2 separate regions of the Mus musculus genome follow, and region 1 is linked to region 2. A link is a contact called in public Hi-C data. All regions are on one chromosome and are shown on one strand. The core of a region is the stretch at or near the end of the contact, and the rest is flanking DNA. Distances in the headings are between cores, read along the strand shown. Region 1 has its middle 88 kb from the start of 1700057H21Rik. Region 2 holds the start of Rnd3 (Rho family GTPase 3).

Region 1 (5,246 bases), core at 1,824-4,323, 200 kb before region 2:
ATGGATGCAATTTTATAGAGATTTAGTCATTATGACATCATTAACATTCTATTGATAGACAGGCTCACAGGCACACAATAATGCAGAGCTTTGTCTGACTCCTGCAGCCTTGTTCTTATAAAAAAAAATATCCTGTGTAGCAGAATCATGTGTGAGCATCCTGTATTTTTCTCCCACAGTCCCCTGTGCTGCTTAGTTTTTTTTGTCAGCTTGACACAAACTGATGACATCTGGGCAGAGGGACTGTCAGGTGAGGACCTGCCTCCATCAGACTAATCTATAGGCAAGCCTGTGGCGGCATCGTCTTGATTCGAAATTGGTGTGGGAGGGGCCAACACACCGTGGTTGGTGTTATACCTGGGCAGGTAGTCCTGGGTTGTGTAAGAAAGCAGGGTGACCAAGCCAAGGGGAGTGAGCCAGTAAGCAGCATCTCTCCACACTCTCTTCATCAGTTCTTTCTACAAGGTTCCTGCCTTGAGTTCTGTCTTTGACTTCCATCAATGAATGTTTGTAATATGAAAGTGTAAGCCAAATAAACCCTTCCTTCCTTAAGTTGATTTTGGTCAGTGTTTTACTACGTCAGTGTAAAAACACACTAGGAGATCTCTGACAGCCTGAAAAAAAGCAAGTTTAAATCTTATATTTGATTATAGATAAAGGGACTTAAGTTAACAGGTTAATCAAATTGACCAATGAAAACATTTTGCTATTAGTAAAAGGGGCATTTGAACCAAGGCACTTTAGCTTCTGCTATCAGCATGCATTGCCTGGCTTCTATACTGAATGTCTTAGCTACTTTTTTATTGCTTGCTAAAACATCATGGCCAAAGCAATTTATAAAGGAAAGTGTTTAATTTGACTTATGATTCCAGAGGTTTAGAATCCATAATTACAGAACAAAGGCACGATGGCTGGAACTTCTGAGAGCTCACATCCTCTATTGCAAATAGGAGTCCGACAGAACAAACCTGAAATGGTTCCAGTCCTGTGAAACCTCAAAGCTCTCCACAGTGATGTGCTTCCTCCAGCAAGGCCAAATGTCTTAATCTTTTACAAACCATTCCCTGGACTAGGGACTGAGTGTTTAACCATATGAGTCTCATTCAAATCAGCACACGGAGCTAACTGAGTTACCCACTGAATTCTACTAGAGCAATGATTTTTTAGTGTAATTTTTTTTTCCTAGCAAGGAATATATAATACCTTTAAATGGACATTTTTAGAAATAAATCTGAGTTTATTCACACATTTTTAAAAAGTGTAAAATCACAACCCGTAAGTTCAAAATCATGTCTAACAGCCAGAGATGTCATCCAAATATGGCAACAATGGTACCGTGATTTGCAGCATAAAGATAGCAGTGCTGAAGTGGAAGATTCTGAGTTGCAGCTTCTAATTCCTTCTTTTCCAACAAACAAAAGAAGTGGGACTCTCAGCAAGTATAAGATTGTTAACAACTTCAAAAGAAGTAACTCATTCCAACTAGGTCCCATAGACTCATAAACATGTAGGCTATTGCTATTAATCTTAATATCGATTGGACTTGAGTCTCATTCCACAAGATGAAACCCACATCTTACTGGTATAGGGCGAAGAACCTCTGGAAAAACAGATCATAGACCCTGAGCAGCAACCTATTGCTACTATTCTCTTAAAGCAAAATAGTATTAAACTGATTCTAATGATCTATCATTATATCCATAGATCAAGTCCTTTTTCAGCCCTAATCTGAAAAGCTTTATTTGCAATAAGTAGTGACACAGAGACAGAAACACAGACACAGAAACCCACAACTAGCCAGATTGCAGAGAATAAGAAGCTGTGGCACATTCAACACTAAAGCACTAAAGGGGACATATAAGCCACACACACACACACACACACACACACACACACACACACACACACGCTTGCACACATACACACACACACATAGGCATGCTCTCACATGCGCACACACACATACACACACACACTTGCACACTTGCACACACACACACACACACATAGGCATGCTCTCACATGCACACACACATACACACACACACACACACACATACACATAGGCATGCTCACACATGCACACACACACACACCCTCCAAAGACTTAGGGATCATAGCAGAAGATGGGGCATAAAAGATGGAAGAGCCAGAGAAGGTGAACAATGAAAAGGAGCCATCTTCTAGAGATGACAGGGCAGGGGTGCATATGAACCCAAAGAAATTGTAACAGCATGCATAAAACATGTGCAAGCCCAAGCCAGAACAAATCTCAGCACAGAGGCAGAGTTAGGCACACAATACCACCCCTAGGCATGGAAAAATTAACAACTGTTAGCTAATAGAAAAAGAGGGATCAGTTTACTCTTAAAAATCATAGACCACTATAAGGCCTCACATCAAGAATATTTAGACAGCTCAAATTGATCTTGAATTGTTTCACACACTCACTCGCACACACACACAAATGCACATGCACACAGAGAAGGGGGGACAGAGAAAGAGAGACAGTAAGAGACAGAGGAAGAGAGACACAGAGACAGAAACACAGACACAGAGACAGAGACAAAGTTGAGTGGATAGGAGAGGGGTGGATCTGGGAGGAACTTGAGAAGTAAGTATAATCAAAACAGATTACATGAAACTTGAAAATGTTAAAGAATGAATAAAATGTAAAAAAAAAAACTTGTATCACAGAAGCAATTTGCTTTTTAAGCAAATAACTTTGGATAGTGACTAACAAAGTTTGGCATTTTAGGAATGATAACAAAGTGTATTTCTTTCTCTCCCCACCCCCCTTCCCCTCCCTCTCTCGTGTGTGCACTCACACATGTGTGTGTCTGTGTGTGTGCATGTAGTACGACATATGCAACTAACCAAGACATGACAGGTTACTAAATATTTCAAGGACTCTTTCTTCCACAGTTCTGAGCATGGATAGTCAAGAAAGTTGAATACCTTCCAAGATCCTCCTGGCTCTCATTTTTACAACATTTGTTACATGTTGGGAACTGCGTATGGACTCCTGGAGCCCTCTTATCCAGGGATGTGAGCCAGAAGCACTGGGTACTAACACCCTCCACAGATGTCCATAATCAGTGACTACAGATGTGGCAGTGTTACAGCATCCCCAAGTCCCTGAGTTGTGGGGATTATTCTGGCAGAACTCACAGTCTGCAGTTTCTTCAGCATCAGGCTGAGGCTACCTTCTGGAAGAGTCTACCTTCTGGAAGAGTCTACCTGAGATCACTGCTTCCTTGGCTTCTTTTCCTTCTCTGTCTTCTTCTTTATTCCACACAGCCCCCACTCCCGAGATTCCTTTGGGATAAGTTATTTAATAAATCAGTTCAATTAAAATTATTCTCTGGGATCTTTACGTGGGTAACAAACCCCAGACAGTACGTGCCTCTCGATTCTACAGGCTTTGGGTCTCAACATGGAAATTTCATGGAAATATGTGAAGTGAGAACTTATGAACAGATCTATGAAAAGATAACAGTATAGGAGTAGGAAGGAAAGGAGGAAAGAAACAGTGAACAAATACTGGCAAAAAAATATTTTTAAAAAAAGTGAGGAAGCAAGGTAAACAGTATGAGTGACTGAACTTGGTTAAATAGGACATACATCCAAGGCTCCTCCAATTTTTGAAACCAGGGCTTTGAACTTGGCTTTGTCAAACCTCTAGTTCCCCTTTTAAAAGTATCACAGTTGTAAACAATCTAGTGTGAAAAAAGTCTCAATCCTGGTTTAAATTACATTTCTTTCAAAAAATGAAAACCTTAAGAACAGGCTTCAACTAGTGTAGTGCCTGCCTGGGGAGTATGCCTGGGCACCCCTGCACATTTCTCCAAACTGTAGCTGTATTTGTGGGCTAACACTATTGATGCAGGGTTCAACGAAAGAGGAAGTATTGTATCTATTAGGCCAGGCTGCCACAGCAAAATGCCATAGACTGGCTTAAATGGCAAAGTTGTTTATTGAAGCTCTAGAAGCTGGAAGGTGGACATCAGGGTTGGGAGCTCTGTTCCTGGCTGACAGATGGGCACTTTCTTCGCTGTTCTTACATGGCCTCACATCTTCAGCATGTGATTCTGATCCCTACTAGAGATAGTTCTTTTAACTGAGGGGTAACATACATTATTTTGTCTGCGTTCCTGCAGAATACATAAATTATGGTCCAAGATAAAAATATGATCTGAGTGTTCATTTCATATGTCCTGTGAAATGAGGTTAGATTTTGGATTTTTTAAAGCCTGTAAAATACAAAATGTAAATAGGTGTGGAAAATTCTAAAATATTTATTTTCTGAAACTTAGGGAAAACAATTTCTTCTGTAAAGAAATCTTCAATGCAACATAAAAGGTTATTTTAAAACATATTTTCACACATATTTCTCCCAGATTTTTCCAAAAGAGGAGAAAAGATCTTTGGGTAGGGATCCCTTTGTATAGTTAAAACCATTTAATAGCTAATTACTAAAATATTATGATGAATTTAGGGTGGTGAGAAGGAGGTACCAAAATGTGCCACAGGAGTTGACACCAGGGAGCTTCAAACTCAGGAAGTCCTATGTATACCTCCATGATGATTCATGGTACCCCAAAAGCAATCTATGGGTTAGTATACAAAGAAATGCACCCCATGATGGCTATGTTATTAAGATCACCAAATTTACACAAAGAAATAACCATGGGCTAGTTAACCTTGATGGAGATGCCAAGACATGCTGAAACATATAAAGACCCAAGGAATTAAAAGGCCAAGGTAGAAAAGCTCACAAATTTCCATTTACACTAAGGATCAATTGCAGATAGCTGCTGATGGGACACTGTGTACACTTCAGCTCTCAGTGCAAGGATCTTGTCTGCTTTGAACCTGTGCAGGCTTTGTGAATGCTGGCCCACCTTCATATATACACCAGTCCTGTTGTGTTTAGAAGACACTGCTTCCCTAATATCTATCACCTCTGGCTCTTATAATCTTCCCATCTCCTTCTCCCATAACTTCCTGAAGAGAGGAGTTTGATGAAAACATCCCACACAGGACTGAGGGCTCCAAAGCCTCTCACTCTCTGCATATTATTCCTTTGTGAGTCTATGCATTAATTTCCATCTATTGCAAGCAGACACTTTTCTATTGAGGGCTGAGCAAGACACTGGGCATAATAATAATGTTGTCAGGAGTCATTTTATTGCTAGGTTACTTTAGTAGAATAATAATAGATTGTTCCCTAGACCTATGACCTA
Region 2 (5,752 bases), core at 1,376-3,875:
ATAATTACTAAACTAAATGTTTAGGTGTTAAAAGTACATTCAAAAGACAAAAGAAAGAATTCATTTCCTAGAAGTGCTGGTGGCTTCAGGAAGTTGATTTGCTACTCAGTCACATGTCTATTACATTTCACTTAGCAGCTGGCAAATTTCTGGAGATTCAGGTCACCTGGTTTCTAAAAATATCTATCCACTATAATTCCAGAGCAATCCCTGGGGAAGTGACTATACTACTATTAGCAAGGAGTAAACTCCTTTAAGCCTGGAGGCCTGCCAGATCATTGGCGGTGTCTTATTTGGTGCTCAGATATAGCTTAGATGATAAATTATCTGATGTCCAGTTCATTAACAAGTCAACTCAAAATAACTAATAATTAATTGTAGGTAAGGTGACTTTGACCATATAAACTATATCAATTCAGGAATGTGGCAGGCCAAGTCATCTCTCTGGAAGGGGAAGTGTCATAGGTTAAAAAAGAGAAAGAGAGAGAGAGAGAGAGAGAGAGAGAGAGAGAGAGAGAGAGAGAGAGAGAGAGAGAGAACAAAAATGTGCCCACTTCTTATTAGTAAGTCGACTAATGAATCCAGGATTCACCCAGACATGAGACTTGGTTCTGGGCAAGCAAGTGGGAGCTACAGGGAAATACCAAGTACAGGCAGGCGCCATTGTCATCTTCTTACCAATGTCTTCATGAAACCTATTTTAAAGAAGATAAAGCTAAGGCTTACAGAGATGAAATGACTACTCCAGTGTCACTTAGCCAGAAGCTGTGAAGCTCATGGCCTAAATGCATCTTTGTCTGAAAGCCCCCACTGCTCTGCCCAATCTCCCTCGACCACACAAACAGCTTGAGGAGCATTTCCCGCACTAGGAAGACTAGGGAAATGCTAGGGTAAACTCTATGAAGTTCACATAGGATACTTTTCCCTCTGTGACATGACAGTGCAACCTAAGACTTTAAGAGATGATATTGGGGCAAACGAATAAAGCTCTGCCAAGCAAATTTTGGCAAATGCAGACATATGACCTCGGCCAGCTCTGCCCTTTCCATGGTCAGCCTGTGTAAAACACACCTATCCCCAAAGATAGATTCAGGACTGTCTTTAGGGGACGACTTCAAGGTTCTCGAGTCTGAAAGAAGTAAGATAGCATTCTAGGTCCTGTGATTTCATGATTCTAGTAATTCACTACATATTCAGTCACTATACTTTCCTTAAAGGGTTGTGTGTGTATGTGTAAGTACTTATATGTATGTGTTTAGTATATGTGTGGAAGCCAGAGGTTGTTTATCTTCCTCAATTTCTATCTACATTATCTTTGAGTCATGGCCTCTCACTGAATCCTGAGTTCCTCAATTTGACTGGATTGGCTGGCTAGCAAGCCCCACGGATCCTCTGGGTCTGTCTCAGGAGTGCCTCCTTATATGGGTGCTGGTGGTGAAATTCAAGTCGCACTTGACCAAGCCCTTCACAGGCTGAACTTTCTTCCCAGACACCTTCACTACAAATTTAATAACTGACGCTTCCTGGCTGTCGGGGTGACTGGCAATGAAGACACTGTTCTCAGAAGACAAGAGAACAAACACAGTCTTGTCTGTCTCTTCTAAGACTTGTTGAAAGGGAGACTTGGAATGACTGGAGTACGTGTGTGGAGGAGGGGAGTCCCTAAATTTTCCACAATGAGCATGTGTGCTTTTTAAGTCCAACTCCTTGATTCTTAGGTGAAGGAGGGAGGGTACAGCTGAAGGGAGCAAAGAGTGCTTAGACCCCTGGTTCTAGAGCTGTCACAGAGAGAGTGGCAGTTGCGGCCAAGTTTCTGATAGTTTTTGTCATCTCTCTTTTTTCTCGCCCCTGCACCTATTCACATTATCATGTCACTCCCCAAAGCCTCCTACCTTCTCTGGAATAGCTGAATCTGACAGTTTAAAAAGCCAGTCCTCTACAAAGGTCAAGGAAAACGAGTTCTAGTGTTTGAAATAAATCATCTATGTTATTATGTACTATATATGTAGATAGATAGATAGATACATAGATAGATACATAGATAGATAGATAGATAGATAGATAGATAGATAGATAGATAGATAGATAGATAGAAGATAGATGATAGGTAGGTAGATAGATAGATAGATAGATAGATAGATAGATAGATAGATAGATAGATAGATAGATAGATAATGATTTTATGGGTTTGGGAACACAAAAACTTAGCCTTTCCCTTCCAAGATTTACTTCTGTATTATTAATTTGATTGGGAATTTTTTTTTTTATTTTCACAAATGATGACGAGGCTTCTGGAGGCGAGCCCCTTGGAAAGCAATTTGAAAGGAATCCCAATGCAAATCCATGTGCACAGATTATCTGCTTCCCCTCACCCTGGCCCTGAACAACCTACCCATCTGCAAATCCTGCCTGGCACCTTCAGGTTATGCCAGAACCTGGGTCTGCAAGCCATCCTGCACGCCACCCTAGAGGGCGCGCTGCTTACACTTTCCGCCAACGGGGCGGCCGTGCTGGCTCCCAGGCTCCATAAAAGGGGAGGAGGCGGATCGGTTTCCTTCTCTCATTGAGAAAGCGGAGCGGATTGGAAGGCTGGGCGTATAAAGCGGCGCGGAGAGCGTGAAACAAAGCAGACCGATCGGAATTGGACTTGGGAAGAGAGGCGCGGAGTCAGGCAGAAAACTTGTAGGAGAGGAGTAAAGAGCCGCTGCCTCTCCTCCTCCACTCCGCTGTGCTTAAAGGGGTTCCCGCCGGCCTTGCGATTTATTTTTATATCTGCTTTTTATAGAGAGAAGTATATATATATATATATTTTTTCTTCTAAAGAGAAAATTCCTGTTCCAAGAGAAAATAAGGCAACATCAATGAAGGAGAGAAGAGCCAGCCAGAAATTATCCAGTAAATCTATCATGGATCCTAATCAGAACGTGAAATGCAAGATAGTAGTAGTGGGCGACAGCCAGTGTGGGAAAACCGCGCTGCTCCACGTCTTCGCCAAGGACTGCTTCCCAGAAGTGAGTGTGACCCGCACGTCTTGAGGGGAGCGGCTGGTGGGGTCCCCGGTCTGGAGGACTGCGCCTTTCTCCTGCTTCACTGATTTTCTTGAAAATCTTTCTCATGCCCAGCCGTCTCTGCCGCCACACGGCCGGGAAGCGAAAGTGTCCTGGAAGGGTCTTGGCTGGGACCCGCCAGCACCCTGGGCTCTTGGCCCCAGAAACTTGCTGGTTTCAGTGTGGGAGGCCGGGTGGGGAGACCTGGGTGGGCTCTCGGGAGGGGGCTGCGTGTTTACTGTGTAAGGAGTGTGAGGTTGTTGGTGGTGGTGGTTTTTTAATTGGGGGCTTGGTGGTTTTTCAAGTGTTCGATCTACGGGTCGTGTTTTTAATAATCTCTTTGCCACCTTCCTCTTCTGTCCCTTTCGTTCGTCCAGAATTACGTCCCTACGGTGTTTGAGAATTACACTGCCAGTTTTGAAATCGACACACAAAGAATAGAGTTGAGCCTGTGGGACACTTCAGGTAAGACTCGGCACACCGCGTGGCGGTCTGAACCGGTGCGCCCGGGGGCTCGGGATCTGGTGCCCTGTCTGCTAATGTGGCTCCTTGAGGGACTTCCCGGTCCCGAGCCGCCGGAAAATGTTATCCTTTCTGGGCAGGGGCAGCAATGGGAGTGATTGTGGTCTTGGGGACAGGAGGACGCTAGGTGTCCGGAGTGACCCTGCTGGAGGAGCCTCTGGTGGCCGCATGGCCTTGTGTTGTCCTTCCTTGGAGCCGTGCCGGAGCGGGCCGCCAGGGTGGCCCAGTGCTGGAGCATACAGAGCAGCGTGGAAGCCCTCCCGCTCGCGGAGGAAGCCCCTCATGGGTGTCACCAGCCATCTGGTTTGGGGGCAGGGGCGCAGGCTGAGCTGGGAGAAGATCCCCAAAGCCTCCGGGTTGCGTGGGGTGTTCCAGGCTGAGGGAGATGGGTGAATGGCCGGAGCCAGCGCCCGTGACGCCTACTGTCAGGAATGCGCTGGTGGTGCCGGCAGCGGCCACCGCGGGGCCTCCGCCCCCGCAGCCTCTGTGCCACCGGTGCAGAGCGGCTTCTGCGGCCGCCCAGGGATCACTCTGTGCCAGCTCTCCGAACATACCACTCCCCTACCCTTTTGCTTCGGCTTCGCCTGCCTGCAGAGCCGCAGGCAGCACCGATCGCCTTTGACCTTCCTGTCTACTTGAATTATTGGCGCCTTGGAGGGTTCCGTCCAGAGGTCTAGGGTTCAAGGCCGGGTTGTTGCCTTCCCATGCGCCCACCCACCAACGTGGCACAAGGTGGTGGGGAGGGCAGATTTTCGCGGGCAGGAAGGCTGGCAGCCCCGGCTGAGTTCGGGGAAGGGACAGTGAGGACTGAGCACCCCCCAACCCCCACACACCCCCGGTATCAAGACTGGCCAGAGGCTCGTCGGGAGAAACGCCTACTGTTAGTAGAAACCATACCTTCTCCAGAGGAGCAGAAACTACCAATCTGGGAGGGGAAAAGCCGGTGCTGGTGGGGAACTGGGCTGCCAGACAGATTAGGGCGAAACTGGCGAGGAGGAGCGCACAAGCGCCAACACGCAGGGTTGCTGTCAGGCGGGGTGGCCCGAGGTGGAGCCGTGCTCAACTGGGAGTGGCCTCGTGGAGCTTCAGCGAGCTTCCCACACCCTGGGCTGGAACCTCTGAGGGACTTGGGGAATTAGACTGTGGGAGGAAGGGGCCAGAGTCCCAAGATCTCCAGAGGCAACCCTCAGCACAAAGGCTAGAAGAAAGACTAGAGGGAAGTCTTGCACCGGCGCCTCTCACGGTCGGTGCCAGATGCTCAGACTGCTGCAGTGAGAAGGATGGATCCAGTTTCCCTCCGGAGAGTCAAGTTCTTCCTTGAGCTGCGCCAAGGGCGTTTTTGTGGTTTTTGTTGTCCAGATTGCATACGCAATCTTGAAACTATAGAGAAAGTGTTGATGGAATTCTAGGGGTTTATTACTACTTTCGATCATAAGAATTATTACATAGCCTAGTATTTTATTAGGCTCCTGTTCTCAGACATATTATGGTAATTGTTATGCCTAGTGAGCCGGACAGCTGGTGTGGTACCAACAATTAGCACCAGCATCCCCGTCCCCCCCCCGTCCCCCCAACCCCCAGCCCCGTTTGGACTTACACTCGATAAGAATTATTTAGGCGTGGAGTGGGGCAGTGCAGTGGGTCTGATACAGTCTTTGATACAAAGCTCTGTTTCCATCTCAGCTCCTGGTTACCAGGGATTTCTATGTGCAAATCCTCTACCTCCCTGGGTCTCATTTTCATCATCTGTAAAAAGAGGGCAGACGCTGGGCTAGATAATGTGCAAGATCTCTTCCCAGCTATGCTTCTTGGCTTTAGTGTACTGGACAGGCAGATTTGTGTGTGTGTGTGTGTGTGTGTGTGTGTGTGTGTCCCAGGCTGTTGGTTGGCTTCAGCTCCTAGTCTCAGTGGCTCTGGCATCCCGTGCTGAGGTTCTCAACAGCTTGCAAACCAAGCCAGATTCCGGGCTGAGCCAGGCTGCCTGGTGGATTTAGGAATGAGACTATTTGGATAAGGAAGGGGGATGGGTGTGCTCCTAGGAATGCCGGCTTATACATCCCGTGTCTCCAGCTCCCAAAGCCACAAGACCACCAACAGAGATTTTTAGATTAGGTGCCCAAAGGCCAAACTTGCCACCTCTTTCTTTTTCTCTCCAAGAGCTAATAAATAAAACGAATGTGTAT

Evidence for each region. Hi-C and Micro-C count contacts between places; a contact is called where the count stands out from the background.
Region 1: a contact with region 2 is called in a Hi-C map of embryonic fibroblasts, with 4 times the contacts expected there. The contact joins the enhancer-like site here to the promoter of Rnd3 in region 2. A contact is called at or near these places in 4 of 39 promoter capture datasets (the 3T3-L1 cell line, 3T3-L1-derived adipocytes and frontonasal cranial neural crest), 2 of 484 Hi-C or Micro-C datasets (both in embryonic fibroblasts) and 4 of 115 datasets of contacts at active chromatin or transcription factors (the NIH/3T3 cell line, bone marrow-derived macrophages, embryonic stem cells and 1 more).

What each region holds. Positions count from the first base shown.
Region 1 is chr2:51,347,613-51,352,858 of GRCm38.p6, reverse strand. No RefSeq gene overlaps it. Among named protein-coding and RNA genes, the nearest start is that of 1700057H21Rik, 88 kb to the left of the region's middle. Within about 2 kb of position 3,073, at least 8 of the 459 cell types and tissues checked have an H3K27ac peak or open chromatin away from gene starts, as enhancers often do. A contact at or near this core is called in embryonic fibroblasts, where this site is marked.
Region 2 is chr2:51,145,984-51,151,735 of GRCm38.p6, reverse strand. Rnd3 (Rho family GTPase 3) reads left to right here and starts at 2,625. Exons shown (of 5, transcript NM_028810.2): 1 at 2,625-3,011; 2 at 3,425-3,512. The coding sequence starts at 2,862.